2 separate regions of the Zea mays genome follow, and region 2 is linked to region 1. Evidence: chromatin contacts called from public Hi-C data. All regions are on one chromosome and are shown on one strand. The core of a region is the stretch at or near the end of the contact, and the rest is flanking DNA. Distances in the headings are between cores, read along the strand shown. Region 1 overlaps LOC103634908 (a long non-coding RNA gene). Region 2 holds the start of LOC103634916 (NAC domain-containing protein 75).

The links. A called contact is a pair of places that touch in the nucleus more often than the background predicts.
Region 2: a Hi-C map of ear shows a contact between it and region 1, with 2.5 times the contacts expected there. The contact joins the promoter of LOC103634916 here to the enhancer-like site in region 1. A contact is called at or near these places in 3 of 25 Hi-C or Micro-C datasets (ear, leaf mesophyll and tassel).

Annotation. Positions count from the first base shown.
Region 1 is chr8:21,183,695-21,189,920 of Zm-B73-REFERENCE-NAM-5.0, forward strand. It overlaps LOC103634908 (a long non-coding RNA gene), which reads left to right. Exons shown (of 6, transcript XR_556997.3): 3 at 1-385; 4 at 630-668; 5 at 758-895; 6 at 977-1,849. LOC103634910 (a long non-coding RNA gene) reads right to left here. Exons shown (of 9, transcript XR_002264414.1): 3 at 6,171-6,226; 4 at 5,926-6,077; 5 at 5,412-5,812; 6 at 5,273-5,332; 7 at 5,033-5,090; 8 at 4,838-4,925; 9 at 4,425-4,682. Among protein-coding and RNA genes, the nearest start is that of LOC103634910, 6.2 kb to the right of the region's middle. Within about 2 kb of position 3,052, at least 17 of the 20 cell types and tissues checked have an H3K27ac peak or open chromatin away from gene starts, as enhancers often do. A contact at or near this core is called in ear and tassel, where this site is marked.
Region 2 is chr8:21,415,486-21,422,056 of Zm-B73-REFERENCE-NAM-5.0, forward strand. It overlaps LOC103634916 (NAC domain-containing protein 75), which reads left to right and starts at 4,692. Exons shown (of 9, transcript XM_020542516.3): 1 at 4,692-4,897; 2 at 4,972-5,067; 3 at 5,140-5,268.

The sequences.
Region 1 (6,226 bases), core at 1,802-4,301:
CCATGAACTTATTACTAAAGAAGATGTCTTTGTGATGGTACATTTGTCCATATTTCTTAATCATATATGGCACACTGTACATTTTCCCTCCTAGTGTTTTGGAATCCTTATTTATGGTACTAATAAGTAGCATTCTAATCTGCATATGGTTGTTTTGTTACAAAGTCATATTCTGTCACCATAATTTATTAAAGAGAAAAATGTTTGGTTGCACAATTACAAGCTTGCTTTGTTTGATTCTACTTGCAGCGCGGCCACACGGGCCCAGCAATAGCAACGTCACATGGTGGTTGCCATCGTCACGTCGAGCTCTCCCTCTCCACCAACTAATAGTTCCTGACGGTGGAGCAGAAATTCATTAAGAGCATATAGGGATTCACAAGTGGTACATGTATTTTGTCTTTCTTTCTTTCTTAGTATTATATAAACTACATACTGTATTTGGACATGCATTGTTTATTCTCTGCAATCGGTTAACCCTGGACTGCTTGCAACTATCCCCAGTTACAAAATAGTGCTTCTTTTCTGTCATAACTTTTCAGGCGTGAAATGAAATTGGTGCATATATTTGAGTTGACTAACAATGCGATAACTAACCTGCAATTTGTCGATTTCCTTTTTACTGCTAGATTTTGAGCCCAACAATCTTGCTGCCATCGATACTCCTGGTTCGTATATTTGGTTACTCAAAACATGAGATGATCCTCTGAAGTAGAAAGGGAAACACTGAATATGCTCTTGCTGAAATATTCTATAGAAAGACACAATTCCATTTTGGCAGATGCAAGTGGAGGATTTGGTGACATGTTTTGCTGTGAAGTTTGCGAACCATGGTAAACCAACACCTATTGCTTTGATATAATCATCTCGATCACTGGTTGATGTATTTGAACAGGTATCTGAAAGCCTCTGTCACCTTGTCAAAAAATTGTCTCTTTAGTATCTTTGTTGACCGTCTTGCTTGTGTTGTTTATAGGACATGAATGATGGCAAAGTTGTATGCGTCGTTGGATTTGCCTTTCTGTTTGCAGTTGATGTAAGGAAATGCTATGTTGAAACTTTTGCCACTTTTGTGTTATCATGATTAAGCAGTGCTTCCCGGCTGGGAAATGAAAGTCTTGGATTGTCTTTGGTGGCAGGTGACATCAAATCCTTGTGTTTCTTGTGAGATTAATTTCTTTCACATGAAAAAATGGCGGGCTACATAGATTATTAGTTATGCACCAGATAGGAAATGCACAGACTTTGTAGGTGTGACAAAGAGGCAAGATAATATATTTTGTGGATGTATCTTAGATTTTACAATGCTGATGAGGTGGTGCCTTGCATTTTGTGACATGGTTAGTGGGTCTTTCTACGTGGATTGCATTATGCAGGGACGACTAGTTCCTTACCCAAATGTGGTTAAAGTTAGGAACAGTCTTCTCCCTGAAATTGATTTAGTGATTTCAAACAGACTTATATGTGTGATGCAGGTATGGTTATTCTGCTCATGGAAGATCTACAGGGAAGGTATCTTTTGTTCTTATATTTTGGTTGCTTAACAAATACCTTATGTAGAAACTATAATCTTCTCTCTAACCATATCTTAGTGGAAAGTTTATTCTTCCATTGAACATCCCACTGAGTGTAATGCATATGCAGAAATGCATATGCAGAAACTGAGGTAGCATATAACTGCCGCAAGGGAAAATATGGTGTAGCAGATGAGGATATAATCTTATATGGTCAATGTGTTTGAATTGGTCCAACCATTGATATTTCTTCGCGGTTGCTAGACTTGAGAGTCGCAGTTTTGCATAGTCCTATATTCTATCTGCACTAAGAGTAATATATACAGCCAAGCGGATGTTTGGTTTAACATTTACAAGGTATGTTTGGTCCTTTTGTTTTTGGAATTAATGGTTGTCCGATGCTTGCCATTCATATGAGTTCTAATATCATGCCCCCTTAAAGTACTCATCATCAAAAGTTTCCATGTGAATGTTTTAAATGTAGATTTAAAGGGTTGAAAGACATGAAACAGTTATTCAAACAGGATCTTAAGTGTCGTGAAAGACTACAGGTGAGGTTCAACTTGGCAAATTGTTTTTCTAGTAACTAAGGAGCAACAATGCTATGTATTTTAGCTTGACTTATATATCTAAGTACTTACATTTTTGGAATCGGGCAAACAGTGATAGTTTGAATCACATGTTTTGCCAAAAGGAATTATTAGAACTGTTCAAAGTTGGGAAAAAATACATATTTATGCTTTCTTATGCACAGGTAAATTGCTCTGTTCATATATATAAAAAATAACTGTAGTATTATTGCTTATATTGATTTTAAATGATGATCTTATTAGATGTGCCATCGAGACCACATATATTAGCATTTTGTAACTAAATACAATGCATGAATATATATAGATAACCTTTACATCGTGCTACATGCTTCCTAGAAATAAGGAACCATTACAATATATATATTTTTGATGATGTACAACTTCGTCATCGGATATACTGTTCCTTCTTTTTTACATACATTTTGATAAGAATGTTAAAATGTTAAAAAAAAATAGCGCGCTTATGGCGCGCGTTAGACACTAGTTACCTTTTTAGTGACCAGAAGCCGTAAGAAGCATCATTGCCCGCGGCTGTGGTGCCGCTGTGCCAGGCTTGATTGGGCCCCCGAGGGAGGAGTGGACGAGTGGTACGCGATCGGGGAGCAGTCAGTGAGTGAGTGCGTACGCCGCCGGCGCGGCTAGCAGCAGGCCCACGGGCTCGTCGTGGTTACTCCACGCCGGCCGGGCGGTCGGTCTCCGTGTCGCCAGCCGGGAAGCAGGCCGCCGCTGCTACGGAGCTATAGCTACCCCAACTGTGTGGTGCGGACGCTTCTAGGCGCTCTCTCTCTCCATTGATTCCTTTTCCCGGCCCGCGCCCGCGAATCCGAGAGACCTTTCTCCCCTCCTCCTCGCCGTACTGCCCGCCGCGCCTGCGCTGCGCGCGACGTGTCCCGGTCGCTCCACGTGCCACGGCCACCCCCACCCCTCTATCGTGTTCGAGGCGCACATGGCCCGTGCCCGTGCCAGGCGCCCTGGCCTGGCGCCGCGCACCACGTCGCCGCCCGGTACTGTAGTAGAGTAGGCGCGAATGCATGCGGGGAGCCGGCGTGCGACGTGGCCCGCCTGCCCTCCCTCGCACATGGAGCGCGCATGTGGTCGCTGCCGCGCCCGCGCACCACGTACGGGTACGGCCGGGGCTCCTCGTCGCCTTTCCCCCCAACCCACGCGGCGCTCTGCCGTGTGCCGCAGACCCGCAGTTATACGTGCCGCCGCTGGCCAACCGCCACCGCCGCGCTCTCCTCGAATCTTGGACCAGCTTAGGCTACAGTGGTCGTTGGTCAAATCCAAACCGTCGATATGGTACGTGATCTAATCCACCCGGCTTTGCTGATGAGTGATGATGAGCATCTTTTTCCTTTGTTTACGTACTAGCTAGGCTTCCTGCTGTACACCGTGCGTACGTGGTTGGATCAGGGCTCCTCATCCACACTGGCGTCTGCTGCTGCTACATTATTACTAGTCTCGGACGGAGTGTGGCGTCGTCACCAAGTTGAAAGGTCGCTCGAGAGGCTGAAGAAGAAGGTGTAAACGTTACACGAGTACTACGTACGTATGCCTGAGGGCAGGGTAGGCTACAGGCGAGTATATTGTGTTGTAGTTCGGTTTCGTGTCCGTGCATGCAGGCAATCTGGTTCTTAGGTGTACTGCGTGACCAAGGAGCTAGCAGTGCTATGGCATTGTCATTCCAACGGGTCTGGTTCTTATCCGTGCGAGAACTGCTCACCAGAGGTCTCCGTCGTCGTCTCCGCTTTACTACTTACTAGTCAGTAGTCAGGCGGGGCCCCGACCACGATCTGCGCGCTAACCTAACCGGCCCTAACCGAACCCTTTTCCCTCTCTCTGACGCGCCGCCCGCTTTGCGTGGATTGCAATCCATAACGACGCTTTTGTCCGTGCATTAGCGTTGGGCATTAGTATTACATACCTGCATGTCCGGATCAGAAATGACTGGTTTGAGCCCCTATCTACAACTCTGCGTCGATCTCGTTTGGCCCAAAGCCGCACGCGCGTACTCGCTTCACGCTTTGTTGCGACCAATTATTGTGTGGCCGCGCGCTAAACCCGGTTGAACAAGCTAGAACAGACACTGCTGTCCTGTCCTGCACTAATACCTTTAATTAATACTACTAATATATATGTAATAGCTAGATAGTCATGTACGTACGAGTGCTAGAGTAGGCTCGGTAAAGCTGTGGTTCTATATATACTAGTGTTTAGCGCGCGCCCAGCGCGCGTGAGCACATATAGCTTAAGGGTTTGGCGTGACTACCCAGGTATGTAAAACAAATATTTAAACATAATATGAGTATATAATGCGTAAGGAGGAAACCAAATATAAGCATATGACGTTGTTTTTATATAATAGTTGATACCAGCTGTAGAGTGGATTTAGACTACAATACATACTAAGTAGCATTCAACTACCATACATCAACACTTAGCAACAATGTGCTTGCAGGTGTTAAGTCAATATGTACATATCCACAAATAGTATAACAGTAGGTTCATATCTATAGGAAAGCATTCATGATCCAAAAGTGATGGTGCTCCTGATAGGTGCGCAAAAAGCAAACACCTGTGCACAAAGGAGAAGAAAATATTAGAGTTTTGGAATTTTTTTCCCAATAGTTTGTTAATGTTGCTAGGTAAAACGGTGAGTGGAATATATTATGTAGATTGTGTATAAGGATATTTGCGGTGTATGAATAAGGTTTGCACATGGTGTTATACCTTCACGAAGTTGATGACGATTTAGGAGCTTTTCTTTTTGGGGTTTGTAAGATCTGGTATGCCTTTGCTAGTGTGGCTATGTTTTATCCTATGTAATATCATGAATGTTGTATTAGCGTGGAAATAAGATCTAGCATTTAAAAGAAGGTCGTCGTTGCTACTGCTATCATGTCCAACTATCTTTCTAATACATACCATTTTGGTGGTGACGATATCTCTTGCTTGTTGAGTTCACTTATGCGCTGTCATCACCCTGTGGTTAAGTGCATAAAATCTATGAATGTAGTTTGCTATGACAAAGTGGAAGTTCATTTTGTCTTGGTTTATTTATTTTGTGTGTATTGTTTGTATTAATTTATATCTGGTATTAAAATTCAATAGATATGTAACTCTGTGAGTGCATGAAAATTAAGTATTTAGCAGTACTAAAGGTACCTCTGTGTCATGTGGCATATCTGAATATATTAGAACACGTCATCGTGCCTGTTGAATAGACTTTATCAAGTTGTATGCATGAAGAAATGAGACGTTTATAATATGTTGTACATGGCAAGAAAAACAAGAAGTTTCATACCTCGTTTCTTTCGTTGCTACAGGTAGATAGTTTTGCCATTGATGTTGCTGGAGAGTCTTGTGTGGCCGACCGGAAGGCTAGGTACTTCATCTTGTGTATACAACTCTTGTTGAGGATGGCTAGGCATGTTAGATGGTATGAAGGTCTGTCTTCCATGATTTGTTAAAATAGATAGAATAGAGAATACTCTGTTCATGACATAGTAGGCTGACATATTGATGGCAACTGCAAGAGTAAATTTCAGACACACAATAGCGGCTAGGGCTGCTGGGACTCTCAGAAGTTGTAACTGCTGTAACAAGGTTGCCCTAAGGTTCTCCTACTATTTTTCTGGCTATGCTATCAAAAAAAAGAACTCTGCTTCGCATGTTCCATCAGTAGCAATGAAGCTGAGCTTGTATCTGCCAATTGAAATTATGAGTGCTTCGAAGCAACAATTAAGTATGTAGTAAAGATAAGACTTTATCAAAACGAAATAAATGGTGGTAAATCAAGTGTGTGTGCTCAGCTTTACCTAAACTTAATATTTGTGCAGCCACATGATGTGCAGTGATATCCAGTTGAGATTTGAGATGAAGATTTGTGGCACCTGGAGCAAGATGGGTACCACCATCTGCTATTTTGCACGATGCGTGATATAGTAACAATACATCTATAGCCTTCTGCCTACATTATAAAAGAGAAAAAAATATACGAAGTTAGATAAGCATATTATCTGTGTTAAAGAAGTGAAACATAGGAGGATTTAGTAGTGAGTACGGGAAACATATCCGGATCTATGTTGAGCAGCTTTTCAACGGTCTTGTCTTCCAAAT
Region 2 (6,571 bases), core at 3,442-5,941, 230 kb after region 1:
CCTTGGGGCCGGCCTGAGGCGAGCGAAACCGTGGGCTCTTTGGCGCCGCGGAAAAACGCCGGCGCCTCCCGTTCTCCGGCAGGCGCCGCCCACAACTCCTACGCCCGCAGAGCAGGAGCCAGCAAAGAGCAGAGTCTCGTTGCTTCCCTTGCAGCCGCAGCGGACAGCGGCGTTCATCCCATGAGTCAAAAACGGCGACTCGGAAAAACAAGGGCCACCCGTTTATGACCGCGGCGCTGCCTCCCTCGAGAGTCTAGTCAAGGAAGGGTGCCGCCGCCCGCCGGCGCCGTCCCTTGTAAAACTAGTTTTACCGTCTCGTCAGAGTTCATCAGCATACAGGGTTCCGATTCTTTTACACCAGTAGGTCCATAACCATTTGCATCGAACACGAGTCGTGCAAACTTCAGTTCCGTAGAATAAGGCGCCGTTTGGATGGAGGGACTAATCTTTACTTCCTGATTTTTAGTCCCGTTTAGTCTATATTTTGCTAAACAGAAGGACTAAAGTAGGGACTAATTGACTTTAGTCTCTAGTCCCTCACATGTGTGCTAAAAAAGGACTAAAGGACGACATTTACTCAAATTGTCCTTGTCTAGAAAACTGGCGTAAAACAAGAAAATGAGCATTTCGGTCTTTATGTGTTGCATTTAATGTATTTAGAATATGTTTAGTCCTTACAACCAAACAGAATAGAGACTAAATTTTAGTTCCTAGGATAGTAGGACTAATGGAACCAAACTGGACCTAATTATGTGCTTCAGCATTTTGTTTTGCCAAAGCTTTTACGAAAATTCTGTGTACACTCATTCGGTGCTGGTGGCCTTGTCACCGAAACAGGGGGGCAGGGTCCGGTTAAATTTACATGCACGCACATAATAACATAACTGCTCCGACTATCACCAGCGTTAACCGCATGAATGTTCAGAACTGCGGCATGCGGCGCCAAAGAGCCCTCTCTCTGGAGATGACAAAACAGAAAAGCATCAACAGTTCGATATATCTTTCACGGACTATACATAATAGTCACATCCCTGAACTTAACATCTACAATAATATCAGCAGCAAACATGCCCTCTCTCTGGAGCAATATCACGAGAGCATCTTGTTGTGACCTTGAAGGGAATAGAATCACGAGTAGCAGGTGAAAACCAATGATTTTATCACAGCACTATAACATTCGAAACACGATACGACCTTCACCAAATGCCAAAACTTGGCGCCAAATGTTTTGTGACATTCCTATATACCTGCAATTCCAGGTTCGCCAGTATCGCTGATTTAGCTGAGGCTTTAGCACGGTCCATGCAGTTGGCGTTGGTCAACTGTAATGGGAATAGAAGAAGTTCCAGACAAGCAAGTACTCTAACCAACAGTAACAGGAGCCAACAGCCAAGATAAGATAGTTGGGGATTGGGATACCTTGTCCAGGAGTTGCAAGGGAAGTGAGCTCTCTGGCTGCTAGGTCAATAGCTCTAGGAACAAATGACGCATCCTGGGGGGTCTTGGAATTCTGGATCTTGATCGTTTTGCGAGGGGGTTAAGACTAAGATGGCTTTGGTTGCGATGGAAAAGCAAAGACAGGGCGTGGACTGCCATGAAGCTTCCTTGTGACAGAACTGATGAAGATCTCTTCAATGCTTCCACAATGGTGACGGTTGGCAATGGTAAGATAACTGAGTTCTGGAAATCTATCTAGATCCAAGGTCTAGCCCCTAAGAACATTGCACCTTCGCTCTTCAAGAAGACAAAGAGGAAGAACATCACGGTTGACAAAGCACTCACTAACAACAACTGGATACGATTATGCTTCCCATTCTCGGGTGAGGTTGAGCTTAGAGAGTTTGTCTCTCTATGGCAGGCCATAGGTAACATGCAAGAGCTTAATGGTTTGGAGGACACCATTACTTGGAGATGGTCGGCAGATGGGCAGTACAGTGCAAGCAGTGCTTACAACATACAATTCTCATCCAATTACAGTAAAATGAATCTCTGCCCTATTTGGAAGGCTAAGGTGGAACCGAAGTGCCTTTTTTTGCCTGGACACTACTACATAAGAGAATCCTAACGACCGATAACCTTCATAAAAGGGGTTGGCCTTGCAACCCAATATGCTGTCTCTGCAACTCGGCCCTAGAAACAATTCTCCACTTATCCAAGGACTGCCTCTTTAGTAGAGAGGTGTGGAACAAAGTGTTGTCTTGGGCCAACCTTCCTTTCTTGAATGGGATTCTCAGTGACACATCTTTGTATGATTGGTGGACGGGTCTGCGTAGCCTTTGCAACAGACAGTCAAGAAGATGCTTCGACGACCTGCTAATTCATTTTTTGTGGAATTTATGGCTGGAAAGAAATAACAGAATTTTCCAAAGTCAGCATAGAAGCGTTGAACAAGTAGCTCTTGCAGTCAACGGATACTGCTAGTAGCTGAGGTCTTGTTGGTCTGGACTAGTGGGGTTTTTTTTCTATTCTTTTACCTCTTTTTAACTCTTTTTATTTTTTCTTTCTTTTCCTCTTCCTCCAGTTGCTTTGGTTTTGTATTATCCAGTTCTTTCTTCCCTACTCTAATATATATCGGAGCGGCAAGTCTTTTGCCTCTTCCTTTCCAAAAAAAAGATAACACTTCGTTATGATTTGTATTTGAAATATCGAGTGTGTGAGCTCGAGATAGTCGAGACTCGAGAGTCGAGAGGGTGTGTGCGCACAGCGAGCGAGAGAGGCGCGCATGTGTGGCCGCCCCCACACCATTCTGGGCCTAACACTGTGGCCCAGTTTGGCCCAAATCTATTAGTTATGTTGGGCCTGCCGGCCATTACATTCACGCGTCGTATCGTAAACCGCCGCGCCGGGCACGCTGAAATGGGGGCGAGACGATCACCGGCGCCGTTTGCTGGCTCCTCCGTCTTCGCGCGGTGCCGGTGGCGAGGCGAGGGCTCAGTCACTGCATGCGGGAGGACGGTCGCGGTTGTCTTGGCGCAGGCGCGCAGCCACTGACTCCGATCGCTGCCGGAAGTACAGTGAGATGCACAATCGCCCCGCAGCCCCGGGGCGCCGAGCAGGTGAGTTGTTTGGTAGATTGCCGATCAGTGATTTTGTAGCCTTGCTTTTCCGCATCCACTCTCAGCATAGCGACTTCCTGGCAGATCAGAAAGTTTCTGCAACTTGTTAAGTATCTCGTTAATTTTCGCTGCATTTCCTTGCGTGTTTGGCTCGCGTGTTCTATCATCGGAGTAGACTGCTCCCAATTCCATCACAGAAAAGCGGGGGAATTCCTCCCGCGGGTTTGCACTCAGCGAGTGCGAAACTGCCAATAAGTGATGGCGGGAAGTACGCTAGGCATGCGCATAGCTTCGGTCACCTGCTCGATGAAATGCCGGTGTCAGTTCATAAATAGCAGTTGTTGCAGCTGGCCTGCCCCCTCCCCCTCCCCTGAAGATTTGCTCGCACAAGGCTGTCAGATGGTCCATTGTGCCTTTGTCGGGCTGTTCCTCTATGCGTTGGGCATAAGCATGGTGGTGTGGCCGTGTGGGCCAAGCTGCCGTGGGCAAATCGGGATTTGGGGGCAGAGTTTGGTGCATGAGTAGGGTTGGTTGGTACATGCAGGTGATCGGTCGCTGTGAGCGTAGGTGGTACAGGTCGTTGGTTGTTTGGATCGTACTTTGTGAGCAGTTAGTGCTGTTGATCGGATCACGACCTCGTACCTGGTAGAAGGCACAGATCAGGCGTGCAAACTGTACGAGGCCTCGTGCGTGGTAGTCGTCTGTAGCTGAAGGCAGGTATGATTTTTTTTTTTACTGAACTTACAATTCAGTGTTTGTCATTGCATAAGCGGTAGCTGGTAGCGAAAGGTTGCTAGTTAGCTAGTCTCCTGGTGTTAGTTTCATTAGAGAGGCAACGCAAATCACCTTTGCCAATGGTCGATTGGTTACTCCAAAGTGCAAACACATCTTATATCACTTGTTAGTTAAGGCGCATCGTAAATCTGACAAAATGGCACCCAGTTCTGCCACCTGCTGATGATGAGCATGTGTGGAGCGCGAAACAGATAGTGCTGTTTGTTCCACTCTGAGCTTTTATGAACTGCTTGCTCTTTTGCTAACAGCATTGGAAGCCGATGAGCAGTAGTGATGTTCATTTAGCTAGCTAGCTGTTAGCTATTTTAGTTCCTTCAACAAACCTTTCCTGCGCCCCTGTCTGTTCTGTCGACAGCACATTAACATAAGAAACCCAGCTGAGCACGCCCAATGGCAGGAAACAAGAAGAAGCTAATGGCTCGATCAGGCCTTTTTCATACCCCCACAATTTTAGAACTCGGGTTCACAGTATTCTGAAGTACGTAGCTGATACATAAGCCTGGAAAACAGCACAGCCAGTGGGATGCAATCGTTTGTGACACTGCCAGGCAGAAATATATGGGAGGCATCAGTAAAGCGCGCCTCTCAATGCATTCCTCTCATGCATGTATGTGATGTAATGTTGCTTCTTCCCATAATGCCGCAGCTTGTTCCAGTTTGATGATCTAATGATTGTTGCTACCCCCTTTTAGGTATACGTACGTACACTTAAAATAAGGGGGTGTTTGGTTTTAGGGACTAATCTTTAGTCCCTTCAATTTTATTCTATTTTAGTTCCTAAATTATTAAATATGGAAACTAAAATAAAGTTTTAGTTTCTGTATTTGGTAATTTAGGTACTAAAATGGTATAAAATAGAGGGACTAAAAATTAGTCCCTCTAAACCAAACACCCCCTAAGCATCGAAGGGAAGGAAGAAGCATGTGCTTGTTGAAGCCCGTGCCCTGATGATGATGATGTCGAGAGAAGTCCTCATGGCGCGCATGGGAGGGGGGATGACCTGTGCTGTCTGCCCAAGTCCCGAGCACGACCGGCCCTAGCAGCAGGTGCGAATAGCCGCACGCACGCACGCATGGTGTTCATCATACTATATCCGCTGTCGTTTTCGCGTGGCACGCAGGCTAGCCGGCCGGTGCGATCAACTGTAAAAACCGCGACGCGCCAACGCTCTCGGCTCCTGGAGCTGATCGGCCGTTCTCGTCTTCCTCTCGCCCAGGTAGCACATCTGTTGTCACGGAATGTGTCGAGAGGTCGATGTAACCCGGGCCTGTTTGACTGATCTTGGCAGGTCGCGCCGCGCAAAGGGAGCTGCGACCGATGGACCGTTGAACAACGCGTCTGCTCTGCTACATATACATTGATTCAGCTGAACGGTCGTGTTTCAGAGAGAGATGACGGCTAAGAGCCTAAGCTACAGGTCAGTCATATGCACTACATATACGGTTTCTTTAAATAAAATCCGTTTTATCTTTTTAGTTGATTCATACAATACTTAATATTCATTATTATATATTTGAACATAGACATAAAATATAAGAGCTAAAACAACTAATATTTTAGAATAGAAGGAGTACACAAACCAACATGAGTTAAAGTTGTTAGAGGAAAGCGCTTTATTCATAGAGACCACGGTTCTGGGGTCTGTTGCTTTCAGTAAATTAAAGCCAGAAAAACAACACACATATATGCTACTACGGTTTACTCATGGCATTATTGATTAGGATACGTATTTGCTGCGACCTGAGCATCAGCGATTGCGCGCCCACCAAGCAAATGGGATGCCAATTATTGCGTGGGTGGCGACGGATCCGTCGGTTGGCCAGAAGCGCGACTCCAAGTGTATGCCGGTAGCGCAACAGACCTCTCGACCGACCTGCTGGCATACGTACGTGCCTAGTCAAACGTGAGCCCTTGCTGATTAGTCTGAACATTTATGAGCCCAGGCCCAGCCCGAATGCGCGAACGAGGTGGCACACTGGCACTGCTTGCTGCATCACTGTTGTGTGTGGGTCTTGGGAGTCTTGACTCCCTGAGTCCTGACAGACGACAACGAGAGAGGGCGCATCAAGTTAACACAACCAAGATGACATGACACACGGCGACGACGCACGGAACGATCGCCGCCGGGCGGAATGCGGGGCTCCTCCGTCCCGTCCGATGGCCGCGCGCGCGTCGTCCCGCGAGACGTCGTGTCGGCATTGGGAGGAGTTGTCAGGTCATCGTGATGGGCCCCCCCCATGAGAGGCACAATGCAACACGCGGCGAGGTGGACCGGTCGACGACATCGCTTGGATTGCCCTGCCTAACGTGGCTTGGCTTTATACTCTTGCTTTTCTTTTAATTATTTATAAAATGAATTCCCTTCCTCCTCCTCCTTCTCGTGGGATTGGATGGAGTGAGACGAAAGGGAAGAGAAGGCCAGCAGCAGCAGCCAGCTGCTGACCATGGCCGGGACCTGCTGCTGGGTGTCCAAGTCCAACCCAAGCAGCTGGCCCTCTCGCGCCTTCTCGGACCGGACGCCGCCGTGGCATCGTCGCGGTCTGGTCAGGTTTCATGCTCTGTTCTGCCGCTGGGGGTCTCCATACATGACAATTGACAGCAACGGGAGGGGAGCCCGAGCCACAGGGATAGCTGAACGGTGGTGCACTGGTGCCGGGGCAATTGCGCCTGGGAGGCTGGGCCCCAGCTGTTTGGACTTGGGACAACCAGTCGATTCTGAT